3 separate regions of the Mus musculus genome follow, and regions 2 and 3 are each linked to region 1. Evidence: chromatin contacts called from public Hi-C and HiChIP or PLAC-seq data. All regions are on one chromosome and are shown on one strand. Each heading gives the region's core, a stretch centred on a gene start, on an enhancer-like site or on the middle of the called end of the contact. The rest is flanking DNA. Distances are from core to core; before and after follow the strand shown.

What was found. Hi-C and Micro-C count contacts between places; a contact is called where the count stands out from the background. HiChIP or PLAC-seq counts read pairs in DNA pulled down with a chosen protein or histone mark.
Region 2: a contact with region 1 is called in a Hi-C map of liver, with 2.7 times the contacts expected there. The contact joins the enhancer-like site here to the promoter of Rnf152 in region 1. A contact is called at or near these places in 2 of 39 promoter capture datasets (both in liver), 11 of 484 Hi-C or Micro-C datasets (the HPC-7 cell line, the Patski cell line, bone marrow-derived macrophages and 3 more), 5 of 115 datasets of contacts at active chromatin or transcription factors (bone marrow-derived macrophages, kidney, liver and 2 more) and 4 of 9 other capture datasets (adipose tissue, embryonic stem cells, liver and 1 more).
Region 3: a FOXA1 HiChIP or PLAC-seq map of pancreatic cancer cells shows a contact between it and region 1. The contact joins the enhancer-like site here to the promoter of Rnf152 in region 1. A contact is called at or near these places in 1 of 484 Hi-C or Micro-C datasets (nephron progenitors), 2 of 115 datasets of contacts at active chromatin or transcription factors (embryonic stem cells and pancreatic cancer cells) and 2 of 9 other capture datasets (adipose tissue and embryonic stem cells).

What each region holds. Positions count from the first base shown.
Region 1 is chr1:105,355,362-105,359,903 of GRCm38.p6, forward strand. It overlaps Rnf152 (ring finger protein 152), which reads right to left and starts at 1,349. Exons shown (of 3, transcript NM_178779.4): 1 at 982-1,349. Gm17634 (predicted gene, 17634) reads left to right here and starts at 646. Exons shown (of 2, transcript NR_151540.1): 1 at 646-1,544.
Region 2 is chr1:105,177,250-105,182,174 of GRCm38.p6, forward strand. No RefSeq gene overlaps it. Among named protein-coding and RNA genes, the nearest start is that of Gm41925, 56 kb to the left of the region's middle. Within about 2 kb of position 1,757, at least 84 of the 459 cell types and tissues checked have an H3K27ac peak or open chromatin away from gene starts, as enhancers often do. A contact at or near this core is called in adipose tissue, bone marrow-derived macrophages, cerebral cortex and 4 more, where this site is marked.
Region 3 is chr1:105,553,914-105,558,912 of GRCm38.p6, forward strand. It overlaps Pign (phosphatidylinositol glycan anchor biosynthesis, class N), which reads right to left. Exons shown (of 31, transcript NM_013784.3): 24 at 4,075-4,177; 25 at 3,550-3,636; 26 at 531-586; 27 at 151-226. Among named protein-coding and RNA genes, the nearest start is that of Pign, 110 kb to the right of the region's middle. Within about 2 kb of position 2,363, at least 5 of the 459 cell types and tissues checked have an H3K27ac peak or open chromatin away from gene starts, as enhancers often do. A contact at or near this core is called in pancreatic cancer cells, where this site is marked.

The DNA of each region.
Region 1 (4,542 bases), core at 99-2,598:
CCCCTGCCGCGCCCCCAAGTTATCCCGCGGTAAAGCGGCTACCATCAACCGTAATGCCTCAGAAATATAGGAGTCAGGATGGAGAATACCATCATCTTTTTAAGGCAAAATGCTAGCAAAATACACGAGTTAAGCCCACACAGCTAGCAATGCGGGGCATGTAGTCGCCTGCCCAGACAAACACACACACACACACACACACACACACACACACACAATCAGGGATGCATCTGAGAGTATCCTTTCGTTGCCTGGCCACCACCTCAAGTCACTGTCTCTGTTTTGTCAATTACCCTACTGTTTCCAAATCTATGCAGCACTCCCCCACCACACCCCCACGGTAGGCGGGATCCCAAACCAACACTGTGGAGAAGCTCCCCACAAGTCCTGCCGGCTTTGTCCTGCTGCTGTCCTTCCAGAAGCAAGCGCCCCAGGCCCGTGGGTCCGCACAAAAGACCCCCAGAATCTGGCCCTCCATTCGGCCCCCTTTTCCAATAATGGCTTGGGGGCAACTTCTAGCTAGGAATCGGGAGTAGGAAGGCAGGACAGGACTGGAGGGGACGACCCAGGGCTTGAGAATGCTGGGGGGGGGGGGGGGGCACGGCAGGGATGTGCGCGCACCTCAAGGGCGCGTGCGGCGCGTGCATGAGGCGAGCTCCCGGGACCAGAGCTCCAGGGGGCATCCCAGGACTCCGAGGAACCAGAGTCAGCTGCCATGACCCCATCGCGCTCCCAACTCAAAGCAAAGCCCGAGGAAAACCCAACTCCCGGGACCACCTCCTCGAGAGACGCCTCTCCAGCTCCGCACTCCTTTAACCAAACAAACCACCCCAATCATAGTCCAGGAAGAACCTCCAGTTATATCTCAGGCTACCGTTGCCCTTTCCCGCTTTCTCCTAGGCACAGCCTTCCACGCGAGTCCCCTCTGCACCCGGGACCTGGGAGCACACTGAACAGGAAAACAAACCGAAACTCACTGACCTCTCTCAGCAGCAGGCTCGGCTCTGTTACGCCGCCGGCGGCTGCAGCAACGTCGGAAGCATCCCGGGGGTCCGCACTGCCCGCTGCGCTCTGCTAGACGAGCGCTGAGGGCCGGCTGCTGCCTGCTCCTCCCGCCGCAGGTTGCGGGGCAGCGCGGGCAGAGTGGCGGCAGCGCCTCCCGCAGCCCAGCCCTGCTCGTCTCTCCTTTGGCTTCAGGCGGCGCCCTCCACCTGCCCGGCTGTCCTCCGCCTCCACGATCGGACACCCGCCGCCAGGCACCGGACACTGAGCGGAAGCTTTTGGTGTCACCCCCAGAGACCCAAGCACTGAAGGGAGCGGGAGGCTGAGTGAGCTCTGCTCCGCGGACCGCCCCTCCCCGGCGGCTCCACCCCCTCCCGCACTCCACCCGGCAGCTTGGCCGGCACGTCCGACTGTCTGTCTGTCGGTCGGTCCCCAGTGGCCAACCTCTTGGTGTGGGTGGGGAAGCAGGGACGCGCCCTCTACCCACCGTAGACCAGCGAGCACCTGGACCGAGCACGGAAGGAGGACCTGAACGGTATCAGGTGTGACCTAGAGGCCGAGCACCACAGGCTAGAACGACTGGGACTGGCCAAGGTGGTGACCCAGCTGCGGCTCTGGACTCAAGACCACAGGGGAGAGGGAGGAGTCTAGGCTATTGCCTTTCCCCTGGGTTCTTTTTGGCTGCCCCTGAAAGTTCACTAACCCAACAAGGGCAGGAACCTGTCAGCATGGAACGGGATATGCTCCCAAAGAGCCCCACAGGGACACCTCACACCTCAACCTCCTGTGTAAAGGAAGCTCACAGGAGAGGTGAACAGGAAGGAGCCTAGAGGGTCTACTAAGTTTACCCTATTGCCCACCTTAAAACCCAACTTCAGGCTCAGAGGTAAAGTGCTTGCTTGCCTAGGGTGCATGAATCTGGATTTATCCTCTGTACTCCTAAACAGAAACAAAGCCCTTACCTTTGGGATATGCTTTTAATGTCATGTAACCCCAGGAGAATCTAAAGATAAGGTCTCTTCCTGCTTTTTCACTTAACATATAGTGGAGAAAAGGGGAGATAGGTGTCCCCTGCTGGTCTGGGGCACCATGCCTGAGTTCTGGGGCCTTTTGGGATCCATTCTATTAAGAAACTGAAAACTGACCTGAGTTATGTCTCCTCATCTCTGTGGTTCAGCTAAAGGAGCTCTGTTAATGCACAGAGCAAATGGCTTCTTCTAGACTTCAGGTACTGGGCTCCCTTCATGGGTCCTATGTTCCTTCTTACACAGCAGTGGTTCTCAACCTTCCTAATACCGTGACCCTTTAACACAGTTGCTCATGTTATGGTGACCCCCCCAGCCATAAAATTGTTTTTGTTGCTAACTTCATATAGCAACATTAGCTACTGTTACAAATCAGAATGCAACTATCTGTGTTTTCCAATGGTCTTTTGTGACCCCTGAAGGGGTTGTGACCCACAGGTTGAGAACTGCTGTTGTTCCAGAAGTCCTGAGACCCATGATGGCTCTGTATGAGCTAATGAATCCGTGTTGGCAGCTGGTCCTACTTGCTTTGTCCCACGTGTACAACTTGTGAATTGGTGTTCCAATCAGGCTATTAACACATCGGGAGGCGGGGGCGCGGGGGGGGGGGCGGGGGGGGGACCTGCATCCGGGAGACCCACAAAGCTTGCAGTCTCTGGATCCCAGTAGGAGCTCTGCTTCCTCCAGTCACCAGGCAGACTCTTGCTCCATTGTTCCCTTATCACCTCTACAGCACCCACAGAGGCTCTGCATGCATGTCTTAGGAACCTAAGGTTACTTTGCAAGAATATCTTTAACTTCACCATCAATGTGGGGGTGGGATTAGCCCAGTGGAGGTTGTACAGACCTCCTGCAGAGGCAGAAGGATCTCTGTAAGTTCGAGGCCAGCTTGATCTACAGAGCAAGTTCTAGACAATCAGGGCTACATAGAAAAACCCTGTCTCAAAAAAATAATTTTTTTTAATAAAAAAATTAAAAAGGCCTTTTGGAGGCAGAGTCTCATACATGTAGCCTAGGCTAAGCTGGAATTTATCAGGCAGCACAGACCATTCTGGTACTCCTCCTGCCTCATTTTCCTAAGAACTGGAATTCCTAGTTTTTAGTTATATTTTATTTAGGGAGAGGGGTGCACACCGGTGACAGTATAGGTATGGAGGACAGGTTGCACTTTCAAGACTCCGTTCTCCCCTTCCCCATGAGACTGCACTCAGATCATCAATCTAGGATCAGGCAATCTAGGACAGGCATCTTATTCACTGAGCCATGTTGTGGACTCTGGAAAAAAATAATAATGAGAAACTAGGCAAGGTATTAACAACTCAGATGTTGGTCAGGGACTTGAAATAAAGAAGGTGATTCATAACACCCCAACATTTTACCAGCAGAGCTTAGCCCAGAAATATTATTATGCATGAGTGCCTCTCAAGATTGCTTTTAGGAAAGCAATTTCAGGATTCAGTAATTATTCTAAAATGTTTCAAACTGCCCCCCCCCAGTTGCTTTCTAGACAATTCTTTGAAGTGAGAAATGCAAGAATTCAGCATGTAGAAGGTTAACACCTCCAACTCTATTCATTTCCACTGGCTGGGATTTTAATTCACAGAGCATCATGGGTGTTCTGCCTTCTGTCCAGTCTTGTAAAGCTGTCACACAGAGAAGGTTAATTAACTGGGGCAGGCTGCAATGGGGCAGTTCCTAAGACACACTGGAGGTCAGAATCTGGACAGGTAGCTACGGTCTAAGTCAGGGCAAGAACCGGCAGAACGTGTTGTAACAAATTCATCTGTGGGGCACCCAGGAGCAGAGCAGCTAGGACCAGTCTGAGTTTCGAAGTACAAGCTGGCAAAGTCCTGCCAGAGAAGCTGCTGTTGTTCTTACAACCCACTGTGCATGTGTGTGAAAGAGAAGCAAGTGAGCACCTGAGGTCTGGAAGAGCCAGGTTAAAGACAGGTGCACAGACCTGCAGACAAGATAAAGATACCAATGCTGGATCTAGGGAGCTTCTTGGTTGGTGAAATGCTCCCTGTGCAGATATAAGGACCTGTGTTTCATTGCCCAAAATGCACAAGAAAAGGCCAGTGTGGCTGTGTGCCCTTCGGATCCTATGTAATTGTAGCACTATGGAGATGGAGGCAGGCAGGTCTCTGGGGTTAGCTGGGGACCCAGGCTATCTGAATCAGTGAGCTCCTTCACTCAGCCAATGAAGAGACACAGTTTTATAAATCAGCTTGGATGGCACCTGAGGAACAACACTTGAGGTTAACCTTTGGCCTCAGCACATATATGTGCACATGGTCCAAATATTGATGCCTTCAAAAAGCCAATAGTCATTAAATATGGACCGTGTTTCAAGAGGGTTAGGATGCAGGGTGGGGTGGGAAACCACTCGTCTAAGTTCCTGCAGTTACAGAACTCACTTTCCAGTTAAAATTTCTTTTCATAATAAAAGGAATTACATGTGAGACCATGAAAGAAATGAGAGGGGAAAGGACGATGAAGGGTGTGTGTGTGTGTG
Region 2 (4,925 bases), core at 507-3,006, 180 kb before region 1:
TCGACAGTGTTTTCAGATCATTGAGAAAGGACTTTGGACCTGCTTTCATTCTCAATCAACCGCCTTAGGTTTAAAAAAAAAAAAACCCACACACCATCTCTATCCTGTACCTTTTCAAACAAGAGTGGAAGGATAAGAGGGAGTAAGACACAAACACCCTAGACATTGATGACTTGATGCTGTGGGAAACCTGCTTGGATAGGCGACCTGCTGTCTTCCTTGAACCCTGGCTCCGTGGCACTGCCATCCACCCTAGTTTAATATGTATTTTCATACACAGCTCAGTCCTTCTAGTCTCTGACATGCTATCAGTTCCTTCTGGGACAATTTGTACAACGTTGGAGTTCCATTAGTCACAGTTCCTGGGACCTGAGGGCAGCCGAAACTGTTCTAGGGTTAGTCTTGCGGTTTCCTCTCTCAGATACTGAAAGACTGGGAGCTTTTAGTTCCTGGGAGTTTTCTGATATTTATGTGTGGCCTTATTTAAAAAAGAAAAAAGTTTCCATTAGTCTGTTTATTTTTAGCTATAGTATTAAATATCCCAGTAGAAAAATAGAAGATCACAGACGCGAAAGGTCCTGTTAGCTTCCCAGCTGGAGTCATGCTGTTTAGAGGCTCAAAGTGGCTAAGTCCCGAGCCATTAATACCCTGGGAAAAAATGGAGTGCAGTTGTGCCTCTGAGATGCTTTCCTGACTTTAAGGACACTTTTATACTCTATTCCGGGAAAAGAAAACACATAATAGCCAAATACAGGCAGACTTTTTAGGTGCAGGAATGAGTGTCGACAGGACCCCTTAATGTTCTTCTAGCTAATCTTAAACTGCAGGCCAGACCCAGCCAAAGCACAATGAAAGTTGATGTATTAGGATGCAGCCAAGAACCCACTAGCATCAAGCCAGTCTGGGCCTTCTGCAGGCTTATGGGTGGTGGTGGTGGTGGTGGTGGTGGTGGTGGTGTGTGTGTGTGTGTGTGTAACTCACTAGTTTATGAACCAGACAGTCAATGTTAGTAACAGAAATGACTCTCAGAGCAGATGCTGTTTCTGCTGACTGCCATATTGCCAGCTCTGATGTGACTCTAACATTTTGAGCATAGATTAGATAAAAATTAGAATTAGACACAAAGGGTGAGATTTTCTCTAAAGACCTAGAAATGTCATTGTCAACATTCAGTTCTCTGCAGAAAAATGCAGTGCCCTGATCTTGTACTCCCTCTGTGTCCACGGGGCTCAGATGTGCAGCACAAACTCCTGTGTCACAAAGCCCTTAAAATACAGAGGTCTGAACTCACAGATTTCCTGGATCCTATAAAAAGGCTCTGGGGGCAAGCCAGGTGATGAGACCCACACAGAAGCTGTGGCTTCCTTCTCTCCTGGAGATGAGGGTGGATAAATATCAGTAGTGCCTCTCCTGTCTGCCCTCAAAGACTTCAATCTGGGATGCAAACTGGGAAGAACTCTGTTGTTGACTAGAAGAAATCAGGGAAATGAGCAGGCCAGCTAATTGTGAAACAATTTAACAAAGCTAAATTAGCAATAAGAAGAGGCAAAAGGATTTCTAGAGCCACTCGGGTATCCAGGGTGAAGTAAGAAGGCAATGAAGTTAGAAGAGAGCAATTTAAAAATTAACCCGTGTGTGAACTTACTCTGTTCAGAACAGGAATTCGAAAGCAAACAAAGACCAGTTGAGGCCCTCCTCCCTCCGGAGCAGGATTGGCATTTTAGAGGAGAAATTGATTGGTGGAGAACCCACTCTGCTGGGTAATTAAACAAGTATGCCGATCAATAGTCAGTATCTGGGATTTGGAAGCTCACTGCAAGCTAACACAGGGACACAGAAGGGAGGGGGAGGAACTGCTGGTTGCTTCGGGCAAGGCTAGAGCTTTAAGGGTTTTACACTAAAAGATAAATGCATGTTCCTTTCACCTTCCTTGCTTTAAAAACCTCTTTGATTCAGTATTAACCCAGACAAAAGGAAGAGCCTCCACTCCAAGCATTCTTCTCTTGGTGACAGGTGACAGTTTTAAAGGGTCCAATTTGTGATTACATTGTTCACTTATGCAATGCAATTAAGCTGCCGGTTAGGTTCATGTTGCTTTAAGAAAAATATGATCAAGTTACTTATTAGCTACCTTGAACCTGTCTCCCTAAGAATTAGAAGGCTGGCCAAGGATCAGTCCCAGCAGAGCTGGAGCTATCTGCTTTTCTGTTTGTTGTGGTCATAGAACCCATCGGATCATGAGCATGCTGTGTGTGTGGCTAAACATCTGCAGCTGCCCAGGCACAGGCCAGGCTCATTAGATGACTGGGCCTACTGGCCACCTGCCAAGGCATCTGACACAAGTGGGAGAAGGCTAACCTAACTCTCCCCTAGAAGCTAGGCGGTGGATACTTGTCTTCAGCACTCAGCAGAGGAAGCTGGGAGATGACCAGGCCAGTGAAAAGTCAGAAATAGAAAGGGCGTGGCTTCAGCTCTGAGATGCATGGTCAAGGCTGTCTCTGTGCTGCTGCTTTGTCTTGGTCTTGGTGGAAGTAAAATGGAAGGAAGACTTGGGGCCATCACCTCACCCTACACCCTGCACTCTGCTCCCTGCACCCTGCACCCTGCACCCTGCTCCCTGCTCCCTGCACCCTGCACCCTGCTCCCTGCACCCTGCTCCCTGCACCCTGCACCCTGCACCCTGCACCCTGCACCCTGCTCCCTGCACACTGCACCCTGCACCCTGCACCCTGCTCCCTGCACCCTGCACCCTGCTCCCTGCACCCTGCTCCCTGCACCCTGCTCCCTGCACCCTGCACCCTGCACCCTGCACCCTGCACCCTGCACCCTGCACCCTGCTCCCTGCTCCCTGCTCCCTGCTCCCTGTACCCTGCACCCTGCATCCTGCACACACTTGTCCAGGATTTCCTGCATTCCTGGACTTTTACAGAGGAAACAAGTTTCTTCCATTCCTTGCTTATCCATGAAGTATAAGCTTTCTAGCTGAGAATAATTGCAAAGGTGGTGTAATTGGTCTACAAATTGCTCTACAGTGAGGAATCTTGCAAGCACAACTAGCTAATGCACAACAAAAGCAACCACTGGTGGTTCCGAAGGAAAGAGCTGTTCTAGGTATGAACAAGTGATTTTCAGCTCAAAGATTTATGCTACAAAATTCTGGAGTCATTGAGAAAACAGGATTTAATACTTATTTTGTATCTTATTATTTTTACGATGATAATAATTACTTTATTGATATTGTTATGGTTAATGGCTATAAGTCTCAGGTGAGCTGGGAAAGTCCAGACAGGAAAGTTTACACACTGATAACATCTTCTGGCAGTTAGGAGCTGGGAAGTAACTGACAATAAGGGCAACATATTGATAAGAACATCCGAGTGGCATTTTATGACCCTGATATTTCAGGAAACAGATCTGAAGACGAAATTTTTACATTATTTTTTTTTATTACGCATTTTCCTCAATTACATTTCCAATGCTATCCCAAAAGTCCCACATACCCTCCCCCCCCACTCCCCTACCCACCCATTCCCACTTTTTGGCCCTGGCGTTACCCTGTACTGGGGCATATAAAGTTTGCATGTCCAATGGGCCTCTCTTTCCAGTGATGGCTTACTAGGCCATATTTTGATACATATGCAGCTAGAGTCAAGAGCTCCGGGGTACTGGTTAGTTCATAATGTTGTTGCACCTACAGGTTTGCAGATCTCTCTAGCTCCTTGGTTACTTTCTCTAGCTCCTCCACTGGGGGCCCTGTGATCCATCCAATAGCTGACTGTGAGCATCCACTTCTGTGTTTGCTAGGCCCCAGCATAGTCTCACAAGAGACAGCTATATCAGGGTCCTTTCAGCAAACTCTTGCTAGTGTATGCAATGGTGTCATTGATTGGAGGCTGATTATGGGAGGGATCCCTGAATATGGCAGTCTCTAGAGGGTCCATCCTTTTGTCTCAGCTCCAAACTTTGTCTCTGTCACTCCTTCCATGGGTAATTGTTTCCAATTCTAAGAAGGGGCAAAGTGTCCACACTTTGGACTTCGTTCTTCTTCAGTTTCATGTGTTTTACAAATTGTCTCTTATATCTTGGGTATACTAAGTTTCTGGGCTAATATCCACTTATCAGTAAGTACATATCATTTGAGTTCTTTTGTGATTGTGTTACCTCACTCAGGATGATGCCCTCCAGGTCCAACCATTTGCCTAGGAATTTCATAAATTCATTCTTTTTAATAGCTGAGTAGTACTCCATTGTGTAAATGTACCACATTTTTTGTATCCATTTCTCTGTTGAGGGGCATCTGGGTTCTTTCCAGCTTCTGGCTATTATAAATAAGGCTGCTATGAACATAGTGGAGCATGTGTCCTTCTTACTGGTTGGGACATCTTCTGGATATATGCCCAGGAGAGGTATTGCGGGATCCTCCATAGTACTATGTCCAATTTTCTGAGGAACCCCCAGACTGATTTCCAGAGTGGTTGTACAAGCTTGCAATCTCACCAACAATGAAGAAGTGTTCCTCTTTCTCCACATCCTCGCCAGCATCTGCTGTCACCTGAATTTTTGATCTTAGCCATTCTGACTGGTGTGAGATGGAATCTCAGGGTTGTTTTGATTTGCATTTCTCTAATGATTAAGGATGCTGAGCATTTTTTCAGGTGCTTCTCAGCCATTCAGTATTCCTCAGGTGAGAATTCTTTGTTTAGCTCTGAGCCCCATTTTTTAATGGGGTTATTTGATTTTTCTGAAGTCCACCTTCTTGAGTTCTTTATATATATTGGATATTAGTCCCCTATCTGATTTAGGATAGGTAAAGATCCTTTCCCAATCTGTTGGTGGTCTTTTTGTCTTATTGACGGTATCTTTTGCCTTGCAGAAGTTTTACAGTTTCATGAGGTCCCATTTGTCAATCCTCCATCTTACAGCAC
Region 3 (4,999 bases), core at 1,113-3,612, 200 kb after region 1:
TAAGGGTTGCCTCCATCAGTGCCAAAATTGAAAGACTATCTCTGTTACAATGACAATGGCTTTACAATCTTAACACCACACGTTACACAAACTTAGTATCACAATCTTTAAATCAATCACTTAATGCAAGTAATAAATTAGAAAACTAACCTTCCACATCATGAGCGCTCCCATCATGAAAGGACTAAACACAGTCAGAAAGCAATACACAGAGGCAAGGTCGAAGCTAAACAATGGTAAAGGGAAGAGTAAAGATTTAGAATTCACACTGTGACTAAAGTTATATTCTGGTAAGAGGACACTCAGTAATTCTCTGAAAGCAACTCTTACTAAAACTGAATCATAGTAGAATGAACAAAATAGGTCTCTATGCTAATCCCCTTTATTATCTATCGTATTATACTTCATTGTATTATTGAATATAAAACAAGGAAAAGGAACTGGGGAAATGGTTCAATAGTTAAGAGCAGTTGCTGCTTTTTGAAAACATACACACACAAACCAAAATTAAATAAATATAAAAAAATTACCTGTTAATAGAAGCTATATTTCCAGTTCCAAAAAATGCAGTTAATAAAAAGAAAACCTACACAGTTAAGGAAATACCGACACAACTCTGAATTAATACAATTTCTTTCTTTCCGAATCATTTATTCTTCTCTAATTGTCAAGATAATCTTTCAAGTGGAAGATTTCCAACTCTACATCCAAATCAGGCATGCGCTCCTGATGAGCTTAGGTCAGATCACCTGCAAAGGGCATTCTCATTTACCGTGAAGGGAAAAAGAACAGGAGTTCAAGCCTGTTTCTCCTGCCACTTTAGCCAAAGCTTTTGAACCATGAGTTTTGTTAAGATCTCTTTTTCATTTAGGAAAATAAAAGCCAATTCTACCACAAAAGCAATTTGCTTTTTTATCCGTTTAATCATCATGAATTGTTTGAAAGGGATGGTTGAGAGCATCCCTGGTGAGCACATCACAAAGATCTGAAAACTATTAGGATCATGGAGTTGCTGGTGACTTCTGAGAAGTCTACTTTCCTTTTCTCAAGCAGCGACAAGATGAACTATGTCTGCAGTTGTTGCTCATGACTTCTTTTTCAAAAGGATGTAGGCTAGGTTCTTCAAAAGGCTCTCTTTCTATATATAAATACACTTTAGAATAACTCAATAGAGAATGTCAAACATTTTAAACATTTATTGAACTATTATTATCATTAATATTAGTATTATGTATGATACGTGTACATGAGCATGGGCACAGGAATACTCACAGTGAGGATTTGGAAGTTAAAGGACAACTTTGGGGAGTTCATTCTCTCCTTCTCCAGTGGATTCTGAGAACTAACCACAGGTCAAGCTTACACCGTATATTCACTACTTTCTATTGCTGTGATAAAGCAATGATGACCAGCAATTTGGGGAGGAAGGAGTTATGTGGTTAACACATTGGTATCAGAGTACTTCACTGTGGGAAGATAAGGCAGGAAACTGGAGGCAGAAACTGAAGCAGAGACCATGGAGAAATGCTGCTTACTCATTAGCTAACAATGACTTGCTCAGCTTGCTTTCCTTATGCAAACAGGACCACCAGCTCAGGGGCAGTACCACCCACAGTGGACTGGGTCATTAATCAAGAAAATGTCCAACAGGCTTGCCCACAGGCAATCTGATGGAGGCAATTCCTCAACTGAGGTTCCCTCTTCCCAGTGATTCTAGTTTGTGCCAAGTTGACAAAAACTAATCACCACACACACAAAGAGGGCTTTTACCTGCTGCACCATTATGCTGGCTACACTTCTTGAACTTTGATTTGTATTAAGTATCAATCCTGTTAGTGTCCAGGACTTATAGCAAAGTACTCAAAGTGCCGCCTGACTCAGTGAAAGCTCTTGTTAAAATAAGACCTTTTAACAACACACATGGCACAGAGTCTTGTATAAGACTCTGCAAGGAAACCATGACAACTAGAGAAAAGGCAGCATCTGAGCCGGGGAGCTGAACCATGAAGGTATCCATGCAGCCATTTGCTAAGTTCCTACCTAACAAACCAGCATTTATTGTCTAGTACCTGTCTGAAACAAAGGTATGTATTAAGAACATAAATGTGAGTGAAATTATCTTAAGGTGACTTAGATATGCTAGTAAAATTGGTAGACATAGTGGAAAATTACATTACATCATCATCAAACAGTAGATAGGTGTGGTAAGATCTAATGGCTCATTGAAAAAATTAAGTAATATAGACTTTACTAACATGTTAATAAAAACTTTGAACTTTCACCTTTTTGTGGAAATAATACTGGAAGCAAACAGTTCAGGTATGTGACATAATAAAACCCATGTGATTTGTGATACACAAGCATTGGAAGACAGAGGAAGGAGGCTGTCTACAGAGCTGGTTCAGTGGTTCAGGTCAGAGGCAGGAGGCTGGCTAAAGAGCTGCTTTGGGTAGAAGCAGCTGCCACTCAGTTGAACAAGATCAAGCAAAGGAAGAAAAGGAAAACAGAGTGTTACAAAAAATGAAGAAAAGGAAACAAACAGTTGGAGAAGACAGTAGACTTCCTAGAAGAAATAGGAAGAGGGGCAAAGAAGGGATTGGTCAAAGGACAAACTTTTCAATTATCTATGATAAATAAGGTCTGGACAGCTAAGGAATAGTATGGTAATAGTTAATAAACTGTATTGTGTTGAAGCCTGCTAAGACAGTAGATCTTAATTATTCTCACAAGGGAGGGAGGACAGGAGGGAAGGAGGAAGTATGGGAAAAGAAATGTGAAGGAGGAGGGAAAGAAAGGAGGGATGAAATGCATATGGCAGCTGAACAGGTGAGGATGTGACAATTACTTTGAGTGATCATCTTGTGTTTGTCAAAGCAACAAGTTATACACCTCCAATGTTTAAAATTTTTATTAATTTTACCTCAGTAGAGCTGAAAATTTAAGTAAAAATTAAAAAAGAATCATCCCCTATGACTTTCTTGCAGCTTGCCAGTAGGTCCCTCTGAGCTGAGGCTTCATCATGTGTCTTTCAAACTTGTAATGTTCAGTAATTCATCTGATGGAGCCAAGGCCATGAGACAGCTATGACCTGAAAAGCCTCAGGAAAGTACACAAAATGCAAACTTCTAATAGTTTCTTCTAGGGCAGAAGAAATTAGATAGGAGTTAAGAGTTGAAAGGAGAATTCAGGTTTAGCTTTGACATATTATTTTCTAAGGAGTGTATGCATAAGTGAAAAACTCTTAACTGCTAAGACACTGAATGGTGGAACATATCAATTGTCACTTTCCTAGAGCTAAAACTGTCTTTTGTTGAACTAGTAGGGGTTGAGCCCAGAGCTTGCTAAGTAAGCCCTCTATCCTTGAGATGAATGTCTCGCACCTGCCATCTCCAAATTTTTGGTGAGAACTATGCATGTGGAAAACTCAAGTTGAGAAGAGAGTTAATAGCCTCAATCACCACCATTACGTAACAAGCAGAAACACCTTCTATATCATCTTACGCTATTAAAAAGGTTGGAAGATCTTAACAATCCCAGAGCAAAGGATACTAGGAAAAAGGCCCTACGGATGTCATCCGGACAGAGCTGTCGGAACTGAGCTATATCAGTGTCACAGGTGAACTGGATGCTGGTGAGCTGGAGGTAACAAGAAAGCATTAATACACAATAGCAATTGGGTTACATACTGACTTATGGACAAATTAAGATAAGTCAACATAGCTAAGACTTATACTGTGCCTACAATAAAACAAATAGAAAAACAAAACAAAACAAAAAACCCCACAACAGTGAAATAGCTTAAATACATCTTACTACAACCCACTGAAAAGTAAAATATGTTAGTAACATGCTCAATGGAGTTATGGTGCTATTGTGTTTATGCTACTTCACATAAACATTCCACTTTCAAATCGTTATTCAGAGACTTCATTTATCAGTGTTCTGGTCTTTTAAAATCAGTAATATAATCTTAAAAAGATGACACTAAGTAAGCATTTACCCCTATAATGTCCTTGTAGGTTGGAGAATATTTTATTATACCCAAATCAAAGCAGCAATAGTTTGTAGAGCTACCTTCTGTTTACAAGAAACACCAGGCTGTTGAAGGGTCTCTTGTTCCACTTGGATCCAGACAAACATCAAACAGGACAGCACTAAAGGAAAGAGAGCTTCATACCTAAGAGACAGGGAGGGAGAACAGAGCTGAAACCACTAACAAAGAAAGCTGAAAGTCAAAACTAGAAATCATTCACAAAATCATTTGGATGGGAGGCTGGGAAGACTGCTCAGCAGTTAAAAGCAGCTGCTGCTCTTATATAGGACCCATGTTTGATGTCCAGAACCCAGTCAGTAGCTTGCTATCATGCCAGGTCCAAAGATCTGTTGCCCTCTTCTGGCTTGTGGAGACACCAGACACACACAGTACATATATGTGAAGGCAAAACAGTCATACTCATAAAATAAAAATGAAATAAACCTTAAAAAAATAACTGCAGTGTATTTCAAAATCTGTAAGATTTTTTAGACAAGGGTAGGAAAAATACATTTAAATTTGAACTTTAGTAGCATCTTTTTTTGAACTTCATTGAATACTGAGATAATTACATGTTTAAAATAGTAGAAATACTTTTTAAAAATCATTCCTAAGGTAACGACTATTCATCAATAGAAGAAAAAAAGAAAAGGAAATGCAAAGACAAATGTAAAAGGCTATAAACTTGACCAAAAAACAACTGCCATATTTTCACTGGAAAAAATAGGAACTGAAATAAAATTCCAGAGTTCAAAAAAAAAAGATAACTTTGGAGGAACAATCAGTAATATATGAGTAAGAGTAAGACAGATATCCCAACCTTCTTAAAAGGCAGGTTTGATATAGAATTACAAACTCTGTGGAGCAAATAAAAGGGCTAAAAAATGCATGGAAATATCTCTGGCTATGTCAATAATTGAGATGAAAATGAAAACAAAAAGAGATGTCATATTATTCACCACATTC